4 separate regions of the Sus scrofa genome follow, and regions 2, 3 and 4 are each linked to region 1. A link is a contact called in public HiChIP or PLAC-seq data. All regions are on one chromosome and are shown on one strand. Each heading gives the region's core, a stretch centred on a gene start, on an enhancer-like site or on the middle of the called end of the contact. The rest is flanking DNA. Distances are from core to core; before and after follow the strand shown.

Region 1 (7,022 bases), core at 1,926-4,425:
ATGGCTTGCTTTATTCTGTATAATAATGATACTGAGCATTTTGATATAATACGTGGAAAACTCCAGATTTGGCAGTAATTTTGACATACTGTCTCAATATTATATATCTTGATAGCGATTATCATTTGTCAGTTTTTGACAGTTTCTGAGCTTGAGTTTAAAACTTTATATAGTAAGGGGGAACAGCCATTGAATTTAAAATCCAAGAACAAATACCATAAGTAGAGATTCCTATTTAAGTTCTTAAAAAGCTGTAAAAGGGGGAGGGAGAACTGAGGATTCTGCCTAGTAGGAATTTTATTCAGTTGTGCCAACTGAATCTAGTGGAGGGGTTAGAAGAAGAGAAAGGAGACAACACAGCAGTGGGATGTTCTGGGCACAGAAAGCAGCCTGTAACTGCATGCTGGCAACAGTGAGACAAGCTAACAAAGGGGACAGAAGATTTACTTGACAGGAGTATAGAGAGAGTTAGCAGATGAGTAGGAGGAGATGGCATATGAGCCGTAGGCTGGGGTGCAGTAGGAAAGAGCCTCAGCGGTAAAGATGAATAGCTTAAATTTAATGCAAAATACAGTAAGGGCCCAGGGAAACAAGTCCAGAAGCCCCAGACAATGGCTACAGTACAGCATTTCAAGCTGTGTGAAGGGTAGGTATTTGACAAGGAATCTTGAAAAGGGGAGGTTATCAAAGTTATGAGAGAAACATTCAAAACTTAAGTCCAAGTGTCCTTTTCTTTTAGAAATGGAAACACGCAGGGGTTTAGAGGTGCCAGAGGTGGCTGTTTGCTGCTGTTTGTTTCTGATGTTTTCAGAGTTTCAATAAATAGGAGGAGGAAAACAAAATGAAATAAATAAATTCAAGTTTATATATTTAAGAAATAGTCACATGACAGAATCGAAGAGAAGAAAAGTAATAATTAGTGTGAGTAGGACCTTAGTAAAAAATGAGAGGGGGAAAAAATTTCTTGGCAACTTGTCAGTTCCTAAAGTATTCAGGAAGACATCATAAAAAGAAAAAAAAAGACAGAAATAAATAATAATAATGATTTATAGCATCCTAAAAGTTTTACACAGAAGGGATGATGTAATACAGTAAGAGGAATGAATCATTTAAGGTGCTAAAACAATTTTCCAAACTATAAGTAAATTTCTTCAGAATTCTTTTTGGTTAAATGCAATTCTAGCTTAATTTAAACAGCTGATTCTTATTTTTTCAGAAATAAGTCATATTCCAACTGGAGAGGTTTTACTAAAAATTCTGAAGAATTAAGCAATTATTCACAAGTCCTTAGTAATTTAGAACAACTTTGGTAATAAAGGCCTCACTTTGAACTGCACTTTTAAATCCATTCTTTGTCCAACGTCATTTGGCTGCTTAGTATATGTCACCTTAACGTCAAACACTTTAACAAATTCACCACTTTTACCACTAGGTGGCGAAAAACCCCAAATAGTATCGGTTATTGAAGCTTGTACTTGAACTAGAATAGCCAAGCACTTGACAACTAGAACAGCCACCAGGTGTCAACCAAGAGGGGAGGGGAGTCTATTCCTTCCACTCTGATTCATAGTTTTAAACACAACCATCTAAGCTCCATCAAGAGATAAATATCCTGCCAATTAACTGTCTAAATAGTCTGCATATTTATAATCTGTATAAAGCTCTTGACTCCAAGATACTGCCTTTTCAACTAAGATCCAACTAAATAAAATTTAGTTTCTCCCCCCTCCCAAAAAACAAACAAACCCAGCAAGACCAATGAGCTTAGTGTGCTGTGACACACTGGTTCAACCTACCCAAATATACTGCACAAAGAAACTAAAATGGCTTAGACATGGACAGCCAAAAATCTTCCAAAGTGTATTTGCTTATATATATATATATATACACACACGCACACACACACACATACAGTTCCAGAGTACTATTTTTTCTTCCTATATTTCTCTTCTATAAGCAATTTTGTTGAATGCAAAAAATCTATATAGGTTTATGCTGTTATGCCTTGAATCCCAGTGATTTTTATGAAAGCATTGTTATTTGCTATCAAAACGTTCACAATAAAGAGACAAATGTATCTGTCCTTAAGATAGATGTATTATGAGAATTACTGGGTTGAACAGTCCAAGGCTGAAAGTTAAAATTAAAACTTTACAGAATTAAGCCCTATTTATATAACAAATTCTCTCTTAAAGAACCATCTTCTGCGCCTCACTAACTTCTAACAAAAATTTTTCAATCCTGTTGTAAACATTACGTCAGCTAAAACGCAGTGATGCAGCCTTTTATAAGGTAGTACTTTTTAGGCCGAACTCTATTCTTAATCCTTTGGACACAGGAGTTGTAATCATGTCATACCCTGCAAATCTAGCTGTAGGTGGTATCTCAAAAAAGGACTTTTTTCTTTCTTCGAGGAAGTGGTCAAACCTTTTTTCCCCTGATGTCATCATGCAAACAACCTGGTTGCTTTTCATTGCTATCGAATTAAGAGAAGAGAAAGCAAAACATACTGAGTACATTTTTTTGCTTCTCTTCCTTGCTCCGTGTAGTATTCTCTTTTAGTCTGGATTTGGCCTCCACAGAGCTCATTTCTTCACTGCCTACAAAGCACTGGTTTAAATAAACAAACAAACAGTGCAGGCCAAGAATGCTCTTGTCCGTGAATATCATTGCTTCTCTAGTTTTTATTACATTTTCTTTTGAAATTCATTAGATTATGCTCAGCAGCCCTTGCCCAACCGGTTTCTTCCCTTCCCCCATCTCTCTACACACATCACTTTTGCTTCCTTCCCTCCGGGGAATGGGCAAACCCCTACAGCGCCGGTAACGCACTCTCCCGGCTTGGTCACTCATCAGTTTGTCTTTACTTGGCTTTGCAAACAGTTCCCCACCCAACCTTGTCCCCCAGTGCCCCCTCGGCCATTATCTTTCTGCCGGAGTATGCTCGATAAGGGACTCCAGATAGCACGTCGAGGGTTTACGGTAGCCTGCCTACCAATAGGAACCCACAATGAAGAGAAGTCAGGTTCGGCCTCCCGGCAGCCCCACTGCCGTCTTCCTTGGTTGTACACCTACTGTACCCGCGAGCGAGCGAGCCAGGGAGCGAGCCCGGCGCGGGAGGGGGCGCGCAGGGAGGGCGACAGCAGCCGCGGCGTGCGCATGCGCCCTGGGGTTGTTTTTCACAAAGCTGCTCTTAAAGTGAGCTGGCAGGTTCCAGCCGCCCGTCTTTGTAAGGAGACCACTGAGACTAGCAGGAGCGAGGAGCAGCAGCCTCTCTGCTGCCTTGACTTTTTAAGAAATCTCAATGAACTGTTTGTAAAGAATCACTGATCCTGCCTGTAAGCTTTTTGCACGGCAAAGACATCGATCAGTGTTAAGTGAAGATCACATTTTATATGTGTTCTTGACTTTTTTTTGTCTTACATTATATTTTTTATAGATTTTGTTACAAACATGGTGCTGGGAAAGGTAAAGAGTTTGACAATAAGCTTTGACTGTCTTAATGACAGCAATGTCCCTGTGTATTCCAGTGGGGATACAGTCTCAGGAAGGGTGAATTTAGAAGTTACTGGGGAAATCAGAGTAAAATCTCTTAAAATTCATGCAAGAGGACATGCGAAAGTACGCTGGACCGAATCGAGAAACGCCGGCTCCAATACTGCCTACACACAGAATTACACTGAAGAAGTAGAATATTTCAATCATAAAGACATCTTAATTGGACACGAAAGAGGTAAGTTTTTACATTATTCAGAAATTATTACACCTATTTTCTTTGGGAAAGTATCTGTTCAATTTCTCTGAATTAATGTAATGTTACTCCTAGCATAAAATATAGCAGTTTGATAAATGTTAGCAAAGTTAGCCAAGATTTGAATTCTCCTTGACTTTCATCGTGTGTTAAGCCATAATGCATGCAGGCATCTGCAAAGTGACTGCAAACTGCACTTATTCAACTACCTCTATACCCGGCTTGATCTGTGCCATACGCGCTTGCAGTCTATTTCCACCTTATAAATTCTGCTTAAATCCGAGGCAGTAATTTTACTGATACGTTTTCAAATGAATTGCTAAAAGCTGCAGTCCAATATTAGATTTTTTCCTTGTTCTGTGGAACCTTAGATCTTAAAAATTAAGCCTCAATGAAGAAATGAAATAACATTTTTAAGTGGGTTAATGGGTGTACTTCATTTTTAATATTGACACTCAAAGACTTTAGAGAATTGATTGTTGTTCTTTGATAAAGGGTTTCTGTGGCTTATTTTGACATATGGTATGAACACCCCACGTGTTTTTTCCCTATTCTTTCCAGTTCCTTTAGAAATTTACATCAAGCCTTCTCTATTTTAAAGGACAATACCAATCATTATGATATGTTTCAAATCGGTTTTAGAAGCCATTTAAAGTCAATTTTTTTTTTTCTGAGCATCATGCCTAACTTTGGAACTGCATTCAATGAAACCTAAGCCAGTCAAAAGGAATTGAAAAGTATTCGGCTCATTTGGATTTGATTTTTGGTTATAAAAGGGAGATAAAGGGTTGTCAAAGGGAGAAGGGGTCCTGAGATTTCCAATCTATTGTTTAAATGGTCACATTGTGGAAATATAGGAGACTCTAAGCTTGTTTTTCTAAGTTTCCACCCTTTGTTAGAAGCGGTTCAATCCTGTTTCGGACCAGTTCTAGGGGGTGGTGAGGAGGGGCGCTTGTTCTGCTCTCAGCAGATTGGTTACACGCGTCAGGTGGTGGGGATGACTTAATTCCTAGCCCAAGAAGAATATAATGTTAAAACTGGTTATGTAATTTTGTGCTTCTCCTTTTTAATGCAGTATTTAGTTCTAATGTTGGCCATTTCTCGAAGAGTAGAGCACATTTTTACCTCTTTTTTTATACTAAAAAATACCCATCCATGAGGAAGTGCTAATTGAACTAAGGCAAGTGCAGAAATGTAGGGGTGCTTTGAGTTACAGCATCTTAATGCATTATTTTAACAAATTTTAAGATGAAATCTGTTTTGTTGGGTTTTAACTTGCACATAGGTCATTTGCATCCTGAAATAATTTCTAGTTAATATCTCCAACCATTGACACCGCTTAGAAATGCAGCTGCTTAATGACAGTCCTGGTGTTTGTTGAACAGCACACACACGAGTTTGTATTTGAACCTTCCTGGACTGGCAGCTTTTTATAATACATGGGTGAGAAAAAAACAAAGGTTTTTAAGGAGTTGAGGTTTGCGGTGAGGCAAAAGTAGAATAACGATTTATGGGGACAAACACAATTTCATTAGTTGCGCTATGATTTCATAGTAAAGAAAAACTGTGTGTCCTGAACTCCACGGAGATGCCTCTCAACCCTTGCAAAGCATGGACGAGCCTTTAGCCTGGAATAGTTTCAATGACTTAAAACTGGGACCTCTCAAACTAGCCTGGAAATTGAGACCCCGCCCCGGGCGGCCAGCGATAGGCGGAGCCGGGTTTGTTAGCCTGTTGCTAAGGCGATGCCAGGCTCTGATTGGATTGGGTGCAGGCGGGTGGGGAGAGTAGGCTCGCCGGCTGGGGCGAGGCTTGGAACCGGCGTGCGCCGGTAAAGGTCCCTCCTGAGCAGCCACCCCCGCCCGTTCTCGCGTCTGCGTTGCGGGCTCCTGGAAGCAACCGTAGTTCCTGTCACATATTGTTCTGTTTGCCTCTCACTTGAGCCTGTGCAGCCCCCTCCCCCATGGAATAGCTTAAGGTTTTGAAGAGTAGAGGAGAGATGCTTTTGCTGGCCTGATAGTTGCCCAAGGGTCCTGGGTGCAACTTTTTAGCTCAAGATCTATATACAGGGAAGTTGGGCCAGCATGGTCAACAGGATCTTGTTTTCCAGTTTTTCGGGTGGAAGTTGTCAGGCGGCTTCCGTGAAGGCTTGCCTTCCTCCTAGCTGAAACAAAGCGACTTTCCCTATCTAGGCACTCATCAGACTGGCTACCTTGATTTGACCTGAGAGGAGAGGTAGCAAAAGCTGGCCAGGAAGAGAAGGGAAAGCGACACTAACATCTAAAGCTGGGGGGTGGGGGCCCTCCGCCACTATTCCCCGCCCTTTCCCCATTGTTTCCTGAGGCTTTTTGATCCTCCCCCGTTCGCCGCCGCCCCAGTTTCCCTCGCCGCGACTGTAAAGGTGTCAGGGTGGCCCGAGCCAGATCGAACCGGTCACCGGCTGGGGCGTGTAAAGCGGAAGCGCCGTGGCGCGCTCGCCCCGCCCCCCTAGCAAGCTAGGTTGCGCGGCCACGAGTGCGAGCGCCGCGCGACATATGCCGTATGTATAGCGGAGCGCGCGGGCGGCGGCGGCGCGCGGGCGGGCCGGCTGGGATCTGCTCGCGCCGGTTTAGGCCGGTCCTCTCCTGCTCCGGTCTAGTTCTTGATTGACAGCCCGGCACTTGTTTACCACGGCGCGGCCGCCGCCGCTCTTCTCAATGAGACTGCTGAGCTGGCACAAAAAGGGAGCGAGAGGGGAAGAAAGGAAAAGGGAGGCAAACTTTGGGCTTCTTGGAGGGAGCGGTTTTAAATGGCCCCCAACTCATCAGCCGGTTTTCGGTGCTGAAATCCTGTTGAGAGAATTTGCACAAGGAGCGAGGGAAATATCACTGACCTAGAAGCCAGTTATTCTGGTTTTTGAATAAAAGTATCCACATATAGGCGTTTTTCTTTTCTCCTATGAGGGAAGGGAAGCATCACATTTTTTATGTGTATTCAGTACTTTAGGGGGAAGTTAAGTGATAATACAATTTCTTCTACTCACATAGTTAATGATAAAGGTTTCTACACCGAGAAAACTACATATATTTGTAAGATATTTATGTAATGAATCACCTAGTCAGAATGGTTTAAAAGATTTTAGGAATCCAAAACCCTCTCCCACATTTCGTTCTATTTATTTTAGAGACATTTTTAAAATAACCCCTTAGACCAAAAGAAATTGGTTGTAAAATGAAAAATCATCCCGTTTTTTTTCCTAGCATTTGGAAACAACCTTAGTCTTCATTTTTCA
Region 2 (7,022 bases), core at 2,521-5,020, 850 kb after region 1:
TATTTTCTTAAACCTGAAGTTTTATGTACTTTTGGCTCTGGTTCTAGACTTACATTCTCATTACCATATTCTATTTTCCCATATTATTTGCTCAAAAAATCCATTCTTCACTAATGACTGTAAACATTCCACAAAATTCTGGTGTCTCAAGACCAGGTGTGAGAAACACTAGCATTTTATTAGGTACAATAGGCACCATGTTTTTAAAAAAGTACCTTTTATACTTCGTTAATTAATGTGTATATTTATCAGGAATGGGTGTTGAGTATTTTCCAGTGCCATTTTGGACATTTGAGACTATCACCTTGATCTAGAATTATGATATTAATCATAATTAGTATCATTAATTAAGATTAATTAATACAGGATTGTTTTGAACTATCTTTACATTTTTATTTATTTATTTATTTTTGGCTTCTCCGTGTGGCATGTGGAAGTTCCTGGGCCAGGGACTGAACCTGTGCCACAGCAGTGGTCCAGGCCCCTGCAGTGACAGCGCTGAACTCTTGTATAGTTCTCTCTATACAAGAGAACTCCCTACGCAAGAGAACTCCGTATCTTTAATTTTTAAAATAAAGTATATTTGGTTTGGTTCACCAAATTTGGTTTTAATGAAATGTTCCTTCAGACAATACCAAATCGATTTTGCCACTGTCTAGGACTTTTGCACATACATTCACTAATGTGTATCAAATATGAGGTGGGCACATAACAATAGTGAGCAACATGCATACCCTCTCATCACAGAGCATGAATTCAGTAATTTTAAATGCTTTTTAGGATGCTAAGGATTGTGCTAGCTTCAAAAATTAAGCTAAGAAGGTCTCCATCATGCTTTGAGTTTAAAGCACAAGAATTAGCTCTTCAAGAATTTTTAAAACTCAGAGTTCCCGTTGTGGCGCAGAGGAAACAAATCAGACTAGGAACTATGAGGTTTCAGGTTTGATCCCTGGCCTCGCTCAGTGGCTTAAGGATCCAGCGTTGCCATGAGCTGTGGTGTAGGTCGAAGACACGACTTGGATCTGGCATTGCTGTGGCTGTGGCTGTGGCCAGCAGCAACAGCTCCGATTTGACCCCTAGCCTGGGAACCTCCATATGCCACGGGTGCGGTGCTACAAAAGACAAAAAAAAAAAAAAGAATTTTTAAAACTCACTCATAAGTCTGAGTCAGCTGAATGCCTTTTTATTTTGTGATACAGAACTCTGGCATCATTTTTTAAAGTCCTGTCTACAGTTATTAACCTAATTTAGTTTTCTACCTTCTTTGAGTCTTTATCTCCGTTTTCCTTGAAAAGTGACTATTTCATTTTGGTATTAATATTTGTTGAAAATATAGAGCTGTATAAAATATTTTAATAATTTTTAACTCTCTCTTAAACTACTACCCTTATTAGTGGCAATATTCCCTTTCTTGTTACACTTCCTTAACTCTGCCATTTTTATTGGTACTGCCAAAAACCAGTTTATTATTACAGTATGAGAATATTATACCAATTTATTAAACAATTTTCTTTTTAAAACCTGTTTTCTAATTCCTTTGTTGTTGTTCTTTTATCTTTAGTAAAAGTTGTTTTATCTTTAGTTCTTCCTAACTTCAAATAATTTTGATCACTTGTAAAAATATTCAAATAAATGTTTTTCTTATTTTTGTTTTTATCTAATAATAAAATAATTTTTCCCTATAGCTTAGTCTATATCTTACAATTTTAATATATAGTTTTTTCCCTGTCATTACATTATTGTATGTAATTATGTAATTGCAATATTAGTGTCCTTTTACACTCAAATGTGATTTATAAAAGTACCTTAAAATTTAAAGTTTTCTACTTATTTGGGGGGAGGAGCTATTAATTTTTAGCTTTATTCCATTATACCACTGTGAACTGGAGTTTGGCACTTGCTGTCTACCTCTACATGCATTAAATCATGAGCCACTGCAGCTGCCAACCAGCAGTGGAGTGGAGCTCAGGGCAGAGACCAGAAGTGAGGCACTCTGTGCTCTGGGAAAACCAGAAGAACAGATCTTCAGACAGTCAAACGTTTTTAGGAAAAGATTTTATGTGCCCAATTCTTGCATCTCCTCATATCAAGCAAAACACTGAAATCCTTCATGGTGATGTCTGCTTCTAATGACTAGTAGTAACCTTCATGAGGCCAGTAGCAAATTTTTGTAAACTGTATGCATGACTGCATGCACCTCCCCCTTTACCTTTATCACCAGTTATATCCTGGTATTTCCCCTTTCCTCTCTGAGGCTATATTTATTAGAGCTGTGTGAATGCAGCCACCTCCAAGGCTAAGCTGCTGAGCCCTGAGGGAACTCAGGAAAGAAAGAATACCTGTCACTTTGCAGCCATCAGACTACAGCCACTCCTAACAGCAAAGTGTGAGGAAATTTAGGCTGTGAAAACACGGGATACTGGCCCAGATAGCTAAAGTGCATATCAAAGGAATGATTTTAGTGAGGCCAGACCTCTGGGTCTTCCCAAAGAAAAGGGCTTAATTCTGTAACTTGAGATACCTAGTTTTCGGTAATCTTTTGTTCCTACTACCTGCCCTTTGTTCAAAAAACAACAACAACAAAAAAAAACCCAAAACCCCAATGACAATAAAAAACTTCCTCTATATCCTTATTCCCCCCTACTCCCGCTGCAGAATGTTTTTTTCTGGGTTACTTCAGATGTTTCCTCCTGGGCTTAAGACCTGATTTTGCCCCAAACAAAACTTAACTTTTAGGTTGTGCATTTTTTTTTTTTTTAAGTCAACACATTCTTTACTTATCTAAATTTAGTTCAAACTTCTAGGCCTAACATAAATGCCATCTCCTTCAAGAAGTCTTTCTTCTATCCTGCTGTGTTCTTTCCCTTCTATATATATCTTCCCCCTTCCCCTGTTGGACACTCTCAGGCTATTTTATGAGATTTGCAGTTTAGCTCAGTACTTTGTGAGTTTCCATAGCAAGATTCCATTCAATACAGCAATATTTATTGAGCACCTCTGCATCAGACATTGTACTAGGCCTTAGGAATAGCGTTAAATGAAACCCCGGCCTTCAAGATTAGTAGGAGAGACGAACAGGTAAACACATTAAATACCCCAGTGAGCTTCAAGAGACTTGGTTCGGTAGTGAAGTACCAAAGCACCTCAAAGGAGGTATAGGGGAGCAATTGCCATCTAGGCACAGCTTCACCGTAAATAGCCTAATAATTCAACCCAGTGATTATAAAGGTATAATTAACAGCTCCTGCCTCAGAATCATTTGGATTTTGTAAGGAAAAAGAAAAAAGGCAGATTCACATCTACTAGAATCAGAATGAAGGAAAGTGACACTTAAATCTGAGTTTTAAACAAACTCCCCATGTATTTAAATCATCCAAAATTTAAGAATAGAGTGGAGCCAAATTTCGCAGATCTCATTCACAAGCTACTTCCTCCTCCTAGCAGGACAACCTGCGGGGTGTCTCTTCCCTTCCTGCGCCGTTTCCAGACGTCGTCCACATGCCGCAGGCCTTCTCTCCTGAGGCTTTGGTCAGTCACCCTCAGTCCGAAAAGCCCAGCGGACACTCAGACCCTCGCTCCGCAAAGGATTGGAGGGGGTGGGGGCTACGCTACAGGTCAACCTAAAAGGCGGGAGGGGCAGCAAGAGAGCCGAAAGGGAGAGCTCTTTGATTGACGCGAAAAATGCCCAATGAGAGAAGAGGACTAGTGACGCTTCCGCCCTAATGGGCAAGGCATTAGCTATTTCAACCAATCCAGCTCAGAAATGTCTACCTTGTGGGAGGTCTTGAGGCTGCTTAGGTCGTTGTCTGTTGAACCGCTTGTGGAAGTCGTTCGGCTTTGAGTAGGGGGTTAAAGTCGTTCTCGAGAGGAAAGTCTCTGGCCGAAGAGAAAATGAGTTTAGCTCTGAGGTCGGTAATGAGGAGGCGGCAATGCTCTCCACACCACGCAGCGGGCCCCAGGGTGGGTGTGTGTGGAAGGGAGGCAGCTTGGGGCGAGGCAAGGAAGGGAATGCAGTTTGGGACGAGGGAAGGGAGCCTTGGCCACCTTTCCTGGGCCAGACTCCTCATCTTCGGGGCCCGGGTGAGCTCCGTGCAGTTAGACGGTCATTTCTGTCAGGCCACTGGGCTTTGGACCCCAACAACCTGGGTTGTTATAGTCTCGAGGAGGCAGTGAAATATCGCGAGGTTTCTACGCTCTTGTTTATGTGAACTAGGAAACCAGGCCTTGGAGCATCCTTAGTAAAGTTCCCGTCATTCCTTCGCTTATGGCCTCCACCGCAGCTCCCTTCCTGCTAACATCTAACCCGTAGATTTTAGAAATAACGTAAAGCCCTCCTTGCTTCACTATGTAATAGTAGACCCATTTTAGTGCTTTTAGTTGGTAATCTCTTAGATTCCCTGAGTTTATTTTTCGCTCATTTCCAACCACTAACCTACCATTTGTTGCCTACTTCCCAACTCCGACTAGGCGTGTTACCGTAAAAATACCTATAGAGTTACACCTAACTAAAAAGGTACCGAGTTCTGATAAGGCATAATCGTGGTATCCTTGGCTGGGGTCAGTGGTCGGTGGTTTGCGAACTTGTCCTCTCAAAATCTTGGGAAAAGAATGGCCGACCCCCAGAACGTCCAGGCTTGTGTGAAGTGGGGTCTCCTGTGAAAGCAAGATCTACCTCAGCTTTATCATATCTCTTTTGGTCACTTTCTAGTCATCTCTTGCCTTTTGTGTGTGTGTGTGTGTGTGTGTGTGGTAGATTTCAGAGAACAAAGCAACTTAAAATGCAAACAGATAACGTGTCTAATAAAATCAACTGGGTTTTTACATTTTCTAAGTTTTACAGAATTCTTCTGCTTCAAACTTGCAACCCTATTTGAAAATTTGGAACATCTCAAGATATTTCTGGCTTTTACAATAAATTCCTTTTTTTCTTCAGCCTTTTTCAGGGTTTATGAAAAATTAAATCCAAATGTATATGTTAAGTGAGATTTACAAGACAGTTGACTCCACATTATTATATAGCGTTAGCACAAATATGTACTTTTCTGGTGTTTAATAGTATGCTTAGGCTAAGTTTTTTGGGTGATTGTTAATAATATCAGTGGGAGAAATTGCAAATAAAATGCCAAACTTAAAAATGTGTAATCTAAAAACACTTTTGATCCACAATGCCAAAAGAGTTTATGTTAATTGATGAGTTAGATGTCTTTTTGTAGTAATTTTGATAGTTATTAACACTATAAAAGTAAGCCTAATATGTAGTGATCATCAATTGTGAATTCTTTTTTTTTTTTTTAACAGACATTGTAAAACGAGTAACTATGGGTGCTTTGTTTTTTTGGGGGGGTTCTGATATAAAACTAATGTTTCTTATTCACATTTCTTGTTTCTTCCATAGTAATATTAGTGGAAATAAATAAAAAGCCAGGAGGAAGGGAAGTAAGGTCCTCATTTCTTTAATAACTTAACACTTTTCAGTTTTAGGAAGCACAAGTTTATAGCACCTTAGTCGATGGGAAGAGCAGGGCTTTGACTCATGTAAGGAAAATCTCTTCCTTTCATGTAAGGAAAATACTTCCTTTTTAGAAATTTAGGTATTTATTAATTGGCTAATTTTTTGTATTTTTGGATTCTTATTTGAGTCATTTAGAAGCATAGGAGAATGGGATTAAAGTGCAATAAATAGGGTTTTCTGTCTTCATTTCATAGAAATGAGCTTGTAGTAGACAAAACAAAAAGGAAAAAAAGAAGAGAACTCTCTGAAGAACAGAAACAAGAAATTAAAGATGCTTTTGAACTATTTGACACGGACAAAGATGAAGCAATAGATTACCATGAATTAAAGGTAATATACTCGACCTCTATCTGTTAAAATGATTTGCATATTGACAGTTGATTAAAAATATATTTATAAATATTTTAATTTGGTTTTGGAAATATGAAATCATTTTAAACATTTACCATTAAGTGCTTTTAATAAAATTGAATAGTACTTGTAGCATATCTTTTTAGAAACTCCTTCTCATATGGTAAAATGAATAGTATAATGTAAAAATACATTCCTATGGAGGGGCTTATTTTTCATTCACGTAGTTAAAAAAAATAAAGCTATGGTATTTAAACTATACTTACCGTATTCCTCTTCCCACTTTGGTGTTTCTTCTTTTTTGGTGACATATTTTTCAGATTGAGGGAGTGTTACTCGTTTTTTAATTTGAACATGTTGGTAACAGTCTCATCCTGTTTTCTCTGGTGCAGGAAACATAAGTGATATCTGATGTTGACACAATGCTAATGGGGAAAGTGTCAATTTTAGGTTCTAGAAATATTTATAAAGAATCAAAGGGGAATTGGTATTTAAGGTAGGTTGGATCTTACACTCAGCACAATGAGGAAGATAGTATTCTTATAGCTCTGTACTCACAGTTTCTTTTAGTTACCCAGTTTTGATCAATTCTTTTTTTTAATAATGTTTCTTCTATTTGTTGCTATTGTTATTATATTGGTTTGGGATCTTAATTCATATCTGAAACTTCCTAATTGGTTTCTCTTTTTCCTGTACACTCTCATTAAATTCATCTTTCTAAAATTCTTTCATCATATTATTCATTGCTCATAAGCTTTATTTTGTATACTCCGTAAAGTTCACATTTTTAAAAATTTTTATTGAATGCCCTCCACACTTTTGCTACGACCTACTTTTTTTCTCATTTGCTAACTGTTTTCTTCTACCTAATCTCTTCCTATTCAGGTAAGGTGAACTGCTCTATTCCCTGTCTTCAAGCTTATTCTTTATTTTAGTGTGTATTTTAATACTAGTCATTTTTTTCTAAATGCCCTTCTGCTCTACTTCATTCGTGCACCATTTAAGGAACAACTATAATCTTCTAAATTAGACTTCTTTAACCATCTCTTATTACTTGTAACTAGTATCTAGATCTCTTCTTTCTCTAAGCTCAGGGTCCTAGATTACTTACTTGATAACTAGTCATAGAGAATCTGATGAAAATTCTTATTTTAATTTT
Region 3 (7,022 bases), core at 1,164-3,663, 800 kb after region 1:
AATGGTAGAAGACTATCAGTTCTGTGTCCCCTTTCACATATCTGCCTTTCTTCACCATCCCTGACCCGGACCAACCTTCCCATAGCCAGACTTCCTCTTTCAAACCACTCTCCAGACATCCCTCTAGAACATAAACCTTGATGTTTCACTCTCCTTCTTAAGCAACAGAGCTTTGGAGTCTGACTTTGTGCATCTGGCACCTTCTCCTTTCCTGACCACTCCCAAATCTGCCATATCAGCTCTTGCTTGTAGTGTTCTTTCTGCTGGGATGCCACATCCACCTGAGCAAGCCCCATCATCATTTAAGATACCATGCAAATGCCACTTCTCTGAGACCATTTCCTCCACCCTAAGTGGAGCTAGGCCTCTCTCTTTTCTGTCTCCCAAATACTACCCTGTTTTATTACCATTTAAAAAGCATGTTGTAATCATCAGTTCTTGTCTGTCTCCCCATAAGTTCTTCAGTTATCCTTCTTCAAGTATTAATTAAGCACTCTTAGGTCAGGCCATCTTCTATGAATTGGGAATATAATAGTGAATAAAACAAAACCCCTGTTTTCATGGTGCTTAGAGTCTACTACAGGAAAGGGAAAAAATATTTCATAGAAAATGTCAGGTAGTGATCAGTGATGTGGAAAAAAAAAGCAGGAAACATGGGTGCTATTACAGAAAGAGTGGTTGAAGAGGTCCTGTATTCTGTAATATTTGAGCACAAAACTGACAGAAGGAAAAGGCCATGCTGAGAATCAGGAAAGGATATACAAGGGAAAGTGTAATACAAGCAGAAGGATCTGTAAGTGTGAAGGCCTCTTTGAAGATTTATTCACCTCTTCCTGCCCCATCACCAACTAGAGCCTGGCAAAAGTCCAATAAAAATTGGATGAATTATTGCTGAGCTCATGGCTTAGTAAGAATATCACTCCAATTCACCTCCCTTTACCTAGAGGAAAAATAAAACTACAGAGAGCTCTCTACTTTCGTGCTGAGAACATCCTAACAACAGTGGTCTTTTAAGGCCAGCTCAAATGCCTCTACTCATCAGTCCCTTCCATGCATATTCTCATAGCACCTGGTTTTTACTTCCTCTGGGGTACATATCTCATTTGCTTTTTACTGCAAACATTTTTGTGAAGATATTGCTTCCCTCAAATTCCTGAGAACCCAGATCATGACTTTAAAAAAAAAAAAAAAACAACACAATTCTGTTTTTCACACATCATTTAGCTGAGGGACTTGTACATAAGGATAGCCCTGAACAGAGTGTCTGGATAAATTCTAACTAGGTTAGGTAAACATTCAGAAAAGTTGCATCCCCCTCAAAGACTTAAGGTTTATAGGGAAGGAGAGAACACCTCTCCCTCTATGAAGGCTTATTAGTAGCTGAGACAATAAGGGTTTTCATAATTATCTTTTATAATGCTGTCTCATGGGTCTCTTTATAATTTTTCCTGGCTGGATAGGGAGGTTAGTCGAGTTCTCAAGGGAATTGTTTAAGTCTGAATGGATATACCAACAGCGAGGAGCTGAGGGATGGGGACAGGGACCTTATGTTAATACTAGGGATGATTTTTTCAGCTGATGGGGCCACACCCAATCATTATCCACTTTTCCTGCCCTCACAAGGTGCAGCTGCCTCCACCCTTCCTTAGTTGAGCCTTTCTACCAACTTTCTTTGCTCTCTTCCAACAGCGGGCAAAGTAACCAAAACAAGGAAGGGGAGGGGAAGGAATATATAATTTAATTTTTCAGAAGAGAAGTAAAACCTTATCAACAACACCTCTCCTCACAGTACAGGGTAAAGTGCTAACGGTAAAAAACAAAAAACAAAAAACGTACTGAATAGTGCGTCCTTAGCAGCAAGTCTGCGGCAATGACTCGTGTTTGAAGCAATCATACCATCGGAATTGAAAATCAACCATCAGTAAAAGCATAAATTCCCTTCGAACTCACTGAAAACAGTCCTAATAAGTGGAGACAAGATAAAATCTGGAACGACGATTTCAAAAGATTGTGAAGGGATTAAGAGATCTCGCTACGTCCCTCAATCCAGAGGCTCTTTAATGAATCTCCACTCCTGCCTTCCCCGGTCTTTTCCACGTGCCCCTTTAACTCCCCCCCCTACTCATTCCATCTCCTCCCAACCCCTCCATTGCCTCCTCTGTTACCTGCTTACTAAGTCTCGAAGCTTGAGAAAACTGTGCGGCCGAAGTGCCGGCCGGCAAGGAAGGGGTGCGGACAGAAGGTTCCGACGCCGAGTGCTGGTTCCACCTCTGGAAAAACGCGCTCCGCCCTCCACGAGGCCTCAGAATCGCGTTCCGATCGCACCAGTTAGCTCCGCCCACTCGCTAGGTAGGCCCCGCCCTCTGGGGAGAGAGCTTTTTATCCCTTGGCGGGAACCGTACCGGTCCAACCTCCTTGGCCTGACTCTTTCTGCGCCGGCTGGAAGTGCGCATCACGGCGCGCGGTGTGTGGGCGGCCCTGGGGCCTTCCAAACCTGGCCCCTGCCCTCTACAGTCAAACACCTGGCGGTAGGAAGAGTGTCGCTTTCTGAATCCCTTGTCTACTGAATTGACGCTACTTTCTGCTGTGGCCTCTGATGCTGCGATTGTTTCTGCACCGGGGTGCAAGGAGATAGGTCTCTGTTCTTTGCGGACCGGGAGGGAGGGTGCGGAAGGCAGCGTCTCCGAGAGTCCTTCCTCCTCCCAGTTCTCCTCCCACTCCTTTTGCATCCCCCGCCCCCTTCTTGCTCTGCGCCTTCTTCCCGACTGCAGGCAGACCAGTCTATCCCGCCGCAGCGCCGGAGTCTGGGCAGCCTGCAGGAGGCACACACGCCCACACCCACTCCGCCTGGCCGCATCCCTACTCAGCATGTCGGCGCTCGAGTGGTACGCCCACAAGTCTCTGGGCGACGGTATCTTCTGGATTCAGGAACGCTTCTATGAGTCAGGCAACCGCGCCAACATCTGGCTAGTGCGAGGCTCGGAGCAAGACGTTGTGATCGACACAGGCCTGGGCCTGCGCAGCCTCCCGGAGTACCTGTACTCTTCTGGCCTTTTGCAGGACCGCGAGGCCAAAGAGGATGCGGCATGCCGGCCACTGCTGGCTGTGGCCACTCACGTGCATTTCGACCACTCCGGCGGCCTCTACCAGTTCGACCGGGTGGCAGTGCACCACGCCGAGGCCGAGGCGCTGGCTCGCGGGGACAACTTTGAAACCGTGACCTGGCTGTCCGACAGTGAGGTGGTCCGGGCTCCGAGCCCCGGCTGGAGGGCCAGGCAGTTTCGAGTGCAGGCGGTGCAGCCCACCCTCATCCTGCAGGATGGTAATGGCCCTTCACGAGCGCGCGCTCTCTCATTAAGGGAAGGGATTGGGGAGAAACTGTCCGAGGAGTGCTTGTTGCAGACGTGCGTGGCTGTAAGGGGCCTTATTTTGTCCCATCGCAGAAACACTACTTCTGTTTCACCCTTCCTGATTCAAAACCCCAGTCGACATCAGGTCGATGGTAGGCCGTCTTAGTCCTCCTTACCGGAGACCAGCTCTGGCACCGGGTAGCAATGCAGAGTACTCAAATGAGAGCCGGCCCCACCCCCTAGTCAGTTTCCTGTGTAACGTACAGCAATAACACCAACAGAGTCTTATATCTAGGATTTCCATTCTTTCCCCAAACATCTGTCCGACATTTTCAGGCACTTTTCTAGCGAAAAGTCTTCCTTAAAAGGAATGACGCCTCATGGAGAGTGCATGTCATGCTCTATGCTTTTGAGAACTGCTGACTTCATCTGCCCGGTTCACACCTGTAGGCTTAGAAAGCCATTAGAGAGCAGTCAGTGGTTTCAAACTGTTCATTCATCCTTATCTTCCAGATAGGTTTCTGTTCTTGATGTTGCCTCACAAGAGAAGAAGCTTGATAGTGAACATAAAAAGTAGAGTATGTCTGAATCTTAGAGTATGGCAGCTCTCTGTTCTGGTTGAAAGCAAGGCCTGAGAAAGATTAATGAATGAGGAGGCTGTTTCCGATGATGGTGAAGTATGTGGACTGATGCATAAATCACCTTGGGCTTCTTGGCTCTGAAAAAACAAGATGGGGTTCAGAAAGAATAAAATAGGATAGGGTTCCTGCCCTTCCAGCTCTACACAGGCACTTAAATAATTGAACCAGTCATAGCAGTGCTGTTTGTATATTTTCTTTTTAGGATGCTTTTGATGATTTCATTTAATCCTGACAACTCATTGGAAGCGAGGTTGCTGACCCCTAATTAAATGGCTTGCCTAGAATTTACAGAACAAGATAGTAACAAGAGCTAGGATTTGAACCCAGGTGCAATAAGATCAAAGCATGCAGCTCTCACGTTAATCCTCCATAAAACTGGTAATTCTGAGTAGGATGTGAAAGTCCCTTTCATTTCTATCGTGAAACCATTTTATTTGCCAATTTAATCTATTAAATCCTTCCTCTAAGAGGTGGAAAAATCTAGTTGCTGCAGTACAGTAAGGTTCATTTTATGACCAACCAGTATGCAATAATGAAATATTTTACAAAAATGAGATCTTGATCACATGAGATATAAAAAATAGAAAGCAAGATTGTATATCTCACACCCTGCTTAAAAAGTCTTCATTAAAATTTTAAATCTAAAAATTAAAAAAAAAAAAACCCATGGGTTTAGATGGGAGTCCTACTTTACCTGACAATTTCAGATGAAAGAAAACTACATTTACATTAAATGTGCTTTTAGTTACTGTATTTCTTGATTAAACTGACACATTTAAAGGTAGGATTTCCATGGTGTTGATTGGTATTCAGACTAAACTCTGACACCCAGGACAAAAAGTCTTTACATAAGTATTTAAAATATATTTAAATTATCTAAATGAATAAATTTTTATTTATTTACTTTTTGCTCCTTTACCAGAAATAGGAAATCAATGATGAAAGAATGATAGAAATTATTGTTTTATAGATGGAATCCAAGCAAGCTTGAATATCATGCCTGGGGTCACATAGCCAAGTTAGGGAAAGAACTGGGACTAGAATCCAGGTTTCCTAAATCCCAGTTGATGGTAAAATTATAGTATTTTGGAATTGCAAGTAGCTTGCAAGTCACCTGTGCAGTGCTTTAAGCCTTTGAAAGTGTGAAAAGAAAGCTCAGTATTTACTACACACTTTGAAGGTGGTAATTCTATGTAAATTAAAATTTGTTTTTCATTAGAAGCTGGATGCCTCATGCCCTCAAATAGTATCTAATTTCCTCTTTTCTCAGGAATATTAATTTCCTGTCTCTTCTGAATGGTGTGGCTTGCTAACTTGATATTATCATTAATGCAGATGTCTGGAAGGAGATCTAGAAAAACTCATACACAGTTCCACATACATGAACAGAACATACCTAACTAACAGCATAACATCTTTATTGTTTTGGTTAGAACGTAAGACTGAATTCATCAGCTTATGTCATTTCATTTAGTGTTTTGATGACCTCTTGTCATGGAAAGATACAAATCTGTGTACTGTTTCACTAACCCAAAAGCTGAGTTGGATGTGAGGGACAAGGAGAGATCATCATTCTGTGCATCATCTTTGATGGAAAATCATCTTTAATGAAAAAAACAACTCTTCCTACTAATAGTAAAGTTGTATCTTCCTTTAAGAAGATAGCAATAAACCTTAGGTTATACAGCACATTCTTGAGTGGGCACACATCATTTGGACTATTTTTCATAATATTCAAGTAATATGAAGTGCAGGCATTTTGACCTCTATTGTCCATGTTTAAATAATTTTCCCAGAGTCACCAACATATTAGAACAGTTTTTCAGGTGAACTTAAATCATGTGAAGAGGTTAAAAACAAAAAACAGATTCCAGAAAGGAAGCAGCAATTTGAACAAACACATCTAATGTGATTCCTTCTCAAAACCACACTAAGATTACTGCAAGTGAACCATGATTTGTCTATTTTATGTATAAATTCACATTGACTGAGGTTCTATTTTGGATACTGGAGAATAAATATGGTGATCGAGTTAGCAGGTTTGTGTTTGTTTGTTTGTCTTTTTAAGGGCCGTACCCACAGCATATGGAGGTTCCCAGGCTTGGGGTCTAATCAGAGCTGTTCCTGTCGGCCTACACCAGAGCCACAGCAACACCAGATCCAAGCCGCGTCTGCAACCTACACCACAGCTCAGAGCAAGTTGGATCTTTAAGTCAGTGAGCGAGGCCAGGGATCAAACCCACAGCCTCATGGTTCCTAGTCGGATTCGTTTCCGTTGAGCCACAATGGGAACTCCTGGGTTAGCTGTCTTATCCTATGCTGGCAATGGAAAATTCAGAACCATTCAGGTTTGCACTGCAGGAGACCTAAAAGGCTCAGGAATTAGCACTAGCTGGTACTTTAGTAGAGGTTAAGGGAAGCATACTAAAATAAGTAGAATTGGTTGAAAGCCATTTAAGAAGCTGTTAATAAAACGCTGGAACTCTTCCTAATAAAACTCTCATCTCCCACCCAGTTAGTTTGTTCTCTAGAGAGAATAAAACAAAGGGGTTTCTTGATTGAGGGGGGTACCAGGTACTACTGAGCTCAGGGGTTTAGATGGAAAATAGAGGAGGGGTAAGTGTATGTACATGTATATAAAGAAAAAAGAGAGAATGCATATGTTTTTTACTAGTTTCCTGGAAGGATGAAAATCCGGCCTTTACTCCCCAGGTAGGAAATTAAAAGAATCTTTTTGGAAAATCTGCCCAGCCCTAGAAAAAAAAGACTAAAGTGCTAATTCTTAAGTAATCCTTGGCTTGAACTTTTTTGTTATTGGAAGTTCCTGGGCTAGGGGTCGAACCCATGCTATAGCAGCAACCCAAGCCATTGCAGCCACAATGCCAGAACCTTAACCCCCTGAGGCACATGGGAACACCAAAACTGGCTTTTTTTTTTTTTGCCACACCACAGCATGAAGTTCCTGGGCCAGGAATCAAACCCAGGCCACTGCAGTAACCAGGGCCACAGGAGTGACAATGCCGCATCTTTA
Region 4 (7,022 bases), core at 2,862-5,361, 740 kb after region 1:
TGATTTTCCTGACTCCATGAGCACATTATTGAATATGTAAGAAATCTAACTGGATGTTCCCTCTCTGGACTTTATTTTGACTTGCTCTCCAATTCCACTGACTGGGTCGTCTATCGTGTTTTCCTTTGGTGAAGTAGATTGATTAATTCTGTCTGACCATCATAGGTCTTTGGAAGGGTAGGCACAATAGCAAGAAGGTTAGAAGGTCTAGGGCGTTCACCTGCCCGGCTTTACTTATGTGGCCACAGTAATTGTAAAGATCATGGGAAACATGGAATTTCAAGTTATACTTTACTTAATTATAAACACATAACTAGTTCTATATGGAACAACTACCTAGCTAAAGAATTTTAAAATTAGTGAGGCTATGGCACTGGAAACTATGTCTAGTCACTTACGATGGAGCATAATAATGTGAGAAAAAAGAATATATATGTATGTATAACTGGGTCACCACGCTGAACAGTAGAAAAAATAAATAAAAGGTAAAAAAAAATTAGTGAGGCTAGATACAGACATTGGAAGCCCTTTGAGTCACAGTTAAATATCCCTGATTTACAAGCAACTTTGGATTCCTGAAGCATGCTTGATTCTTCCTTTATCCCCACTACGGCAGAGCTGTGATTATGCTAATCACTATTTTTTAAAATCACAGGATGAACAGCAGCTAGGAAGCTCATCTGGTTTATCTCTAGCAGAACATATCTAAATCATTCAGTCTGGTTTTTTTCCCCAAGACTTCTAACGATGAGACAAAATAGTTTTACTATATATAGATCGTTTGAAGATCAGAGATAAGGGGAGGTTTTTTTAGATTTCATCCCATAATTGAGTTTTAAATTCATTTGAGTTTCAGTATTTCCTTAGTGTACAACAGTCTTTTCCAGTTTTGCTTCTAGAAAGCAGAATGTGAAGGAAAGGCTGATAAAATGATACAAGAAGGAACAGAGAGTAAAAAAGCAGGGATGAAAGAAATCTGGCTGAGGGAAATAAAGAAGAAATATAAAAAGAAATCAATGTTCCATTACTCTTTCATTTTTTATTTCCAAGGGATTTAGCCTGGTTCTTTTCTAGGCACTCACCACTCAAACGCTAAGTACAAACACACTCAGGAATGATTAAGGGAAGCATGGTTGACTATGCATTGGTTAACTGGATAAAACAAGTTTAGTTATTCAACAATGTGTTCAGTCTTAATCTTTTTAAAATAGTAATAAAAGCACAAGGTAATAAACATTCAATCTATATAAAGAGGGCTAAGAAAAAAGGCAAGGTTTCCTGCCACATCTAATCCTTTCAACCACTGCTAAAATTTCTATTAGTGATTTTCTTTTCTTTTCTTTTCTTTTTTTGGCTTTTTGTCTTTTTAGGGCTGCACCCCCCAGCATATGGAGGTTCCCAGGCTAGGGGTCTAATCTGAGCTACAGCTGCTGGCCTATACCATAGCCACAGCAATGCAGGATCCACGATGTGTCTGAGATCTACACCACAGCTCACAGCATCGCTGCATTCTTAATCCACTGATCAAGGCCAGGGACCAAACCTGAAACCTCATAGTTCCTAGTTGGAACTGCTGCCTAGTCGCTTCTGCTGTGTCATGATAGGAACTCCTAGTAGTGATTTTCTACAAAAATTAAATGCATTTTCCTGTGTGTATATATATGAATGTGTGTGGGGGGGGATGAGGTATGTGCATTTAAAGTTTTATTCCAAAGGAATAACATCATTCCTACTATGTGGCAATTTACTTTTTAAAATACATTTTGGTGATCTTTCTGTGTGCCAAGTCACAGAAGCTCCATTAGTAGGGAAGCTCTGTCTTTTTAAGCACTGTACTCCTAACACCTAGAACAAAGGTCTCACATACATTTTTTCTCCAGAAAAAAGATATTATGTAAATGAATGAGTAAATCAGAAAATACAGAAAATTTGTTTTGAACAAAAGCATAATCTTACATTATTTAAATGACCCAGAAGTATCCAATCTGTTACTGATGAACATTTAGAATATTTTCAGATTTTTGCCTATTACTGTAGTAAACATTCCTGAATATAATAGGTAAAGCTTATACATCTGTAAATTAATCCAAGGTAATTACTTAACAATGTAACAGTTCAGTCAATTGCATTTTTAACTTTGATATTTCCAAGTAATACTCCTAAACGGTTGCATCAATTTACACTCTATGGAAATATAATTTTTATTCTGGGGAAAACCACAAAAACTAAACGTTTAATGACACATTCCTAGAAACTGCAAAATGTTTTATCTACAGCTTTTTAACGAAAACTGTGTCAAATGTGACACTAAAAAACCCCTGAAAATCCTTGTGGCCCCGTTCGGTACTGGGGACATCCTTTTTGCAAACACAAAGTACGCAGTCCTACTGGCCAGCTTTTTGGAACTTGGCCAAAATTCATGGCTAACTGCTTCTTTTGTGTATTCTAATAATAAAATACAATCTATTATTTTCTTTTTGTAAAAAAGTTCAATAACAGCACTTTGTTAAATGTAAGTAAGGATTCAAGAGCATGCACACATCACTGAGAAAGTATTTATACAAAGGAACAGGTAGCAGTCATGTAGAAAAGCTTGAAATTCTACTACTTGGGCTTTCACATGGATTCCATTGCCTATTGACATTAAAATAAGAAAAGTAACCCATATGCAGAAAGAAGGTTGTATTCACATTAACATTCATGAAGGCTGAGCAACCGAAGCCCTACACATCAAGTAGGGAATATATCCTTTGTCTACTGATGAGAAAATGTCTCAGTGATAAATGGTTACAGACAGGGGTGTCACAAGGGCAACAGCACACAGAACAGCTCCAACAAACTTAAAAAACATTTTTTTTCAAAGTCTTCTCCTGCAGTTCTTTTTGTAGCATTGGGGAGCGCAGTGCCTAGCCTCTCAAACAAGAAAAACATTGCAATGCAGAATTCCTAATTTTTACTGAGGCACTTCCCAGAAAACAGAAAACATACTCTTTGAAAATAATTCAAAACAAAGCTTCAAAGACTTCACAATGCATAAATTTTCAGACAGCCTGGAAAAGAAGTGCTCTGCACCCTGCCTGTTTGGGTCTAAAATGTATATTGTCATAAGACTACATGGTTATCAAAGTGCAAATTCTACTGGTCAACACTGGGAAACATCGGGCACATCATTAAAATCCTTTACACTCATTTACATAAATTCAAACACATTATCATACTCATTTAGAAAATTTCTGAGAAAAACCACATCCGAAGTCATTCGTTGGTCATTTAACAAATATGTCATTGACCCCAACAGTGAAGCGGGAGACTTTCAGTTCATTTTCAAAACAAAAAGAAGTTACAATTTATGGACAGCCTAGCCTCATTGAGAATAAGAAGCCCGAGAATCAGGGCTCAAGGGCAACTATTTCCCTGGGCCTAACTCTAGATGGCTCACTTTCCTCACCTAAAAACACAAAAGGCTGAAACAACCGTCCTCCCTTCCCAAAGGTTTTTTTGTCTATATTGTCTCTTCTGAAGGAGTCTAGGGGATTCAGCATGAAGCGTAAGGAGCACAGAACCAATCTAAAACAGAGAATGTCAATACTATGCTTTCGGGCGTCCTTCCCCACCCCACAGAAATTTCCAGAAGCAGAGCAAGGTGAAATGTTCGATAAGTCCTTAGCACCTCCCCCCTTCGACGTTTTCTTCTTTGCCAGACCAGTGAGAACAAAAGGCAAAGGCGAAGCCTGCAGGTCCGCCGGGGTCGCAGGGTTAGCCCGCGGACTTGGCCGGGGAGCTACTGGGAGTGGAGGGGCGGGGCGGAGGGGAGTAGTCAGGGGCGGGGCTGGAGCTGGGACTCACCCACGGATTCCGGCGCCTGCGCGCTCGTGCAGGCCTGTGGTTGCGGAGACTTGGTTCTGGGCTCGCCCTTGCGCACCCGCTCTCCCCCTTCTCCCAGTCCCTTCCCACCTCCGCCCACTTGACGCGATGACGCACGGCAGGTTTGCGGACGTGGCGGCGGCGCACGGAACGAAAGGCGGAGACGTTGGCGGCGGCAGCGGCAACGGTGGACCCGGGCAGCCGAAAACAGAACCTCGGCCATGAACTGTGCCGGGAGGGCAGTGGTGGCGGACCTGGTAGCGGTCTCTTCGTTGAGTCCCCCGTCCTAACGGGACAGGTAAAGATGGCCGGGAAAGGTGGTGGGTTCCACGGTTCCGGCCGGAGGCGTTGGGCCCCAGCTGCATGGTCAGTAGAGGCGGCGCGGTCGTCTCGGCCGCAGATGTGGCGGGGGTGGCTAGTTGGACTTGGACCGGGCCCGCTTGGACCCGGGCGTCCTCCGAGGCAGGGGAGACGTTTGAGACCAGCCCCACCGAACCCCCTTGTCACACTGTTGGGGAAACTAAGGCTCAGAGGAAGGATTCCTACCTGCCTGAATCCCGGAGCATTGCATTTTCCACATAAACACGCTGCATTTCTCCCACAACTTCGTGTTTGCGATGAATATTCGTTGAAGGCATCTCGTTCACATCGTCCAAGTGAGATGTTGTAACATAGAGATTTAATCCTTGCAGAGGATAAAGGGGAAGAAACAACTAGATGTGTGGAATGGAGGAGGAGGGAAGTTTTTGAAAATTGAATTGGCCCTAGCCGACACTGTCTCTGTGATACTGTCCCGGTGCTGAACTAGCTTGTGCCCTGTGGCCTTTTTATTGCTTCCTGCTTAGAGAATGTCAAAGCGAAATACCCAGCAGCAGTTGTGTTATATAGTATGAAGGCGTTTAGAAAATCATTTTCGGTTAGAGTGAGGTGATGAGTGCTTTAACACGGTGTCCATTTTAATAACTTTTTAGCACCTCTTGTCATCTCCTTAGCCTGCGGGCTTGTCTCAGTTTTCTGAAGGGGCCGTTTGTGCTTTTTGCCCTACCTGAAGAGAATTATGACAGGCGAAGAAAATTGAACCACATGACTAGTGTGTATTTTCTAAACTTTGTATAGTTGGCTCAGATAATTATTATATGCCTGGGCTGGAGTCTGGCTTTTCACTTGAATTAAGGACACAACCAATTCTTGATTACTTAGAAACAGAATACCTAGTTTATGTATTCTGCTGCCTTTCAGTCCAAGGGGAATGAAGAGATCGTGAGACAGATGACATCCTAGTCTTTAAATATTATTTAGCAGTATTTATTGGAGAGACATTGATATAAACATCTAAAGCGATTTTGGGGCATTGCTCAGTGAGCTGCATTTCAGCTGTTCCAGGAACAAATTATCAGAGAAAAAGTCTAAAGGGCAAGCATAACTGAGTCAGTGTAGTTAATGTGTATATTGCTGTATATTAATGGCTCTTTTTAAACTTTCTGAGAATGTGGAAACAATAAATTTTATCCCCAGAAATATATACATATGTATAAAATTTTGCCTAGGAATCCACAGGATTCATAGCCTCCCTTGATTAAAGACAGGATAGAAAAGACTGTTAAGTAAGTGGAAATAAAACTGTTAATCCATTTTAGGTGAAGGTGAAATACTTTCAGCTTTTTTTGAGAACAAAATAAAAACAAAGCATCCTTAGTTTATTAAATGTTAATTAGAATTAAACATAATAAAAATTTTAAAATATTAATTTAAAAGTGTTAAAAGTTTAGTCTTTAAACTTGTTAGAGCTGTCACTTGTTAGAATTCCTTGAGGGAATAGGTGTGACTTTAAAACTGTTTTTGACATGTAAAATATGGGTAGCTGTCTTTAGTTTGGTTGCTGTCCAGTTAGGAATCCCAGTTCATGGTAATAAATAATGTAGCTCTTGGGGCAGCAGGTGAAATGACCTACTTAGTATATAGCTATTAGATATTTATGTTCTCTGAATAGAAACTATTGAATTTTTAAAGTGTTACAGTGTTGCCATAGAGCAGGGCCAGAAATTGGTTTTCAGGGAGTTCCTGTCTGGCTCAGTGGTTAATGAATCCTACTAGGAACCATGAAGTTGCAGGTTCAATCCCTGGCCTTGCTCCGTGGGTTAAGGATTTGTCATTGCCGTGAACTGTGGTGTAGGTTGCAGATGCGGCTTGGATCTGGTGCTGCTGTGGCGTGGGCCCTAGCCTGGGAACCTCCATGTGCTGCAGGTGCAGCCCTAAAAAGACAAAAAAAGAAAGAAATTTCTTTCAGGAGTTGGATCGATTATATGAAATAGTTGCCCAAATTTTACAGGTATGTTCCTACATAGAGAGTATGTAATCCGTTGTCATGTATATTACAAATTCACACTTTCGGAGTTGGTCTTTTCTAATTTTTTTTTCCTTTTCACTTGGTGCTTATCCATGGTATTGATATCAGAACTAAGTCCTTGGAGATGTCATTTTGTCTTGGCTTCCATGGCACAACATTTTCATGGTTTCCTCCTCCTTTGAACACTCCTTTTCTATCTTTGCAGGCTGATTTTCCTTCATCTAGTTACTAAATGTAGCAGTTCTTAAAGGATCTGTCTTGGACCCTCTTTTTTTATTCTGTGCTCTCTTTCTCAGTAAGCTTATGTATACAGCTTCAGTTTCCTCCTATGTACAAATGAGTCAGGAAATTTTATCTCTAAACCAGACCTTTCTGAATTTGACTATATAGCTCACTTGACTACTTGACATTCCTTTTGGTTGTCATAGAGGAATTTGTAGTTTCAGTCATTGACTTCCTGCTGACCCCCAAGTTCTTCCAGTGTTCCAAGTCTTAGAATGGCACCACCATTTACTCAGGGATGCAAACAAGAAATCTTGGTATGATCTGTAGCTAATTTCTTCTCTTCATATTTGAGCCACATTATTAAGCACTAAGTATTTTATCTCCCCAAATTCCTCTTACTACCTGTTTTCTTTCCATCTTTCACAATAATTGAAAACAGTCTCTCCTTTCTTGTGTGAGCAGTTAACATGAAGCTAAAACTGTGAATGTGGAATTAATTTTTTATGTTTTTTTTTTTTTTTTTTTAAGTCGTTGACAGACTTCATAGGGGAGGGGAGGTCTGGTTCCTCCCTGGGATCCCATCCCC

Evidence for each region. HiChIP or PLAC-seq counts read pairs in DNA pulled down with a chosen protein or histone mark.
Region 2: a contact with region 1 is called in an H3K27ac HiChIP or PLAC-seq map of alveolar macrophages. The contact joins the promoter of CETN3 here to the promoter of ARRDC3 in region 1. A contact is called at or near these places in 2 of 5 promoter capture datasets (fetal liver and liver), 1 of 47 Hi-C or Micro-C datasets (heart right ventricle) and 1 of 2 datasets of contacts at active chromatin or transcription factors (alveolar macrophages).
Region 3: a contact with region 1 is called in an H3K27ac HiChIP or PLAC-seq map of alveolar macrophages. The contact joins the promoter of MBLAC2 here to the promoter of ARRDC3 in region 1. A contact is called at or near these places in 1 of 5 promoter capture datasets (liver), 3 of 47 Hi-C or Micro-C datasets (fibroblasts, heart right ventricle and skeletal muscle) and 1 of 2 datasets of contacts at active chromatin or transcription factors (alveolar macrophages).
Region 4: an H3K27ac HiChIP or PLAC-seq map of alveolar macrophages shows a contact between it and region 1. The contact joins the promoter of ADGRV1 here to the promoter of ARRDC3 in region 1. A contact is called at or near these places in 2 of 5 promoter capture datasets (fetal liver and liver), 1 of 47 Hi-C or Micro-C datasets (embryonic fibroblasts) and 1 of 2 datasets of contacts at active chromatin or transcription factors (alveolar macrophages).

The regions. Positions count from the first base shown.
Region 1 is chr2:98,440,863-98,447,884 of Sscrofa11.1, reverse strand. ARRDC3 (arrestin domain-containing protein 3) reads left to right here and starts at 3,175. Exons shown (of 8, transcript XM_003123783.6): 1 at 3,175-3,733. The coding sequence starts at 3,454.
Region 2 is chr2:97,590,068-97,597,089 of Sscrofa11.1, reverse strand. It overlaps CETN3 (centrin-3), which reads left to right and starts at 3,770. Exons shown (of 5, transcript XM_003123777.3): 1 at 3,770-3,908; 2 at 5,707-5,842. The coding sequence starts at 3,892. It overlaps LOC102167126 (a long non-coding RNA gene), which reads right to left and starts at 3,878. Exons shown (of 2, transcript XR_002342050.1): 1 at 3,772-3,878.
Region 3 is chr2:97,643,538-97,650,559 of Sscrofa11.1, reverse strand. MBLAC2 (metallo-beta-lactamase domain-containing protein 2) reads left to right here and starts at 2,413. Exons shown (of 2, transcript XM_003123780.4): 1 at 2,413-3,322. The coding sequence starts at 2,869. It overlaps POLR3G (DNA-directed RNA polymerase III subunit RPC7), which reads right to left and starts at 4,448. Exons shown (of 8, transcript XM_005652940.3): 1 at 2,166-4,448.
Region 4 is chr2:97,700,737-97,707,758 of Sscrofa11.1, reverse strand. It overlaps ADGRV1 (G-protein coupled receptor 98), which reads right to left and starts at 4,111. Exons shown (of 91, transcript XM_021085372.1): 1 at 3,847-4,111. The coding sequence starts at 4,087. It overlaps LYSMD3 (lysM and putative peptidoglycan-binding domain-containing protein 3), which reads left to right and starts at 3,841. Exons shown (of 3, transcript XM_003123779.5): 1 at 3,841-4,162.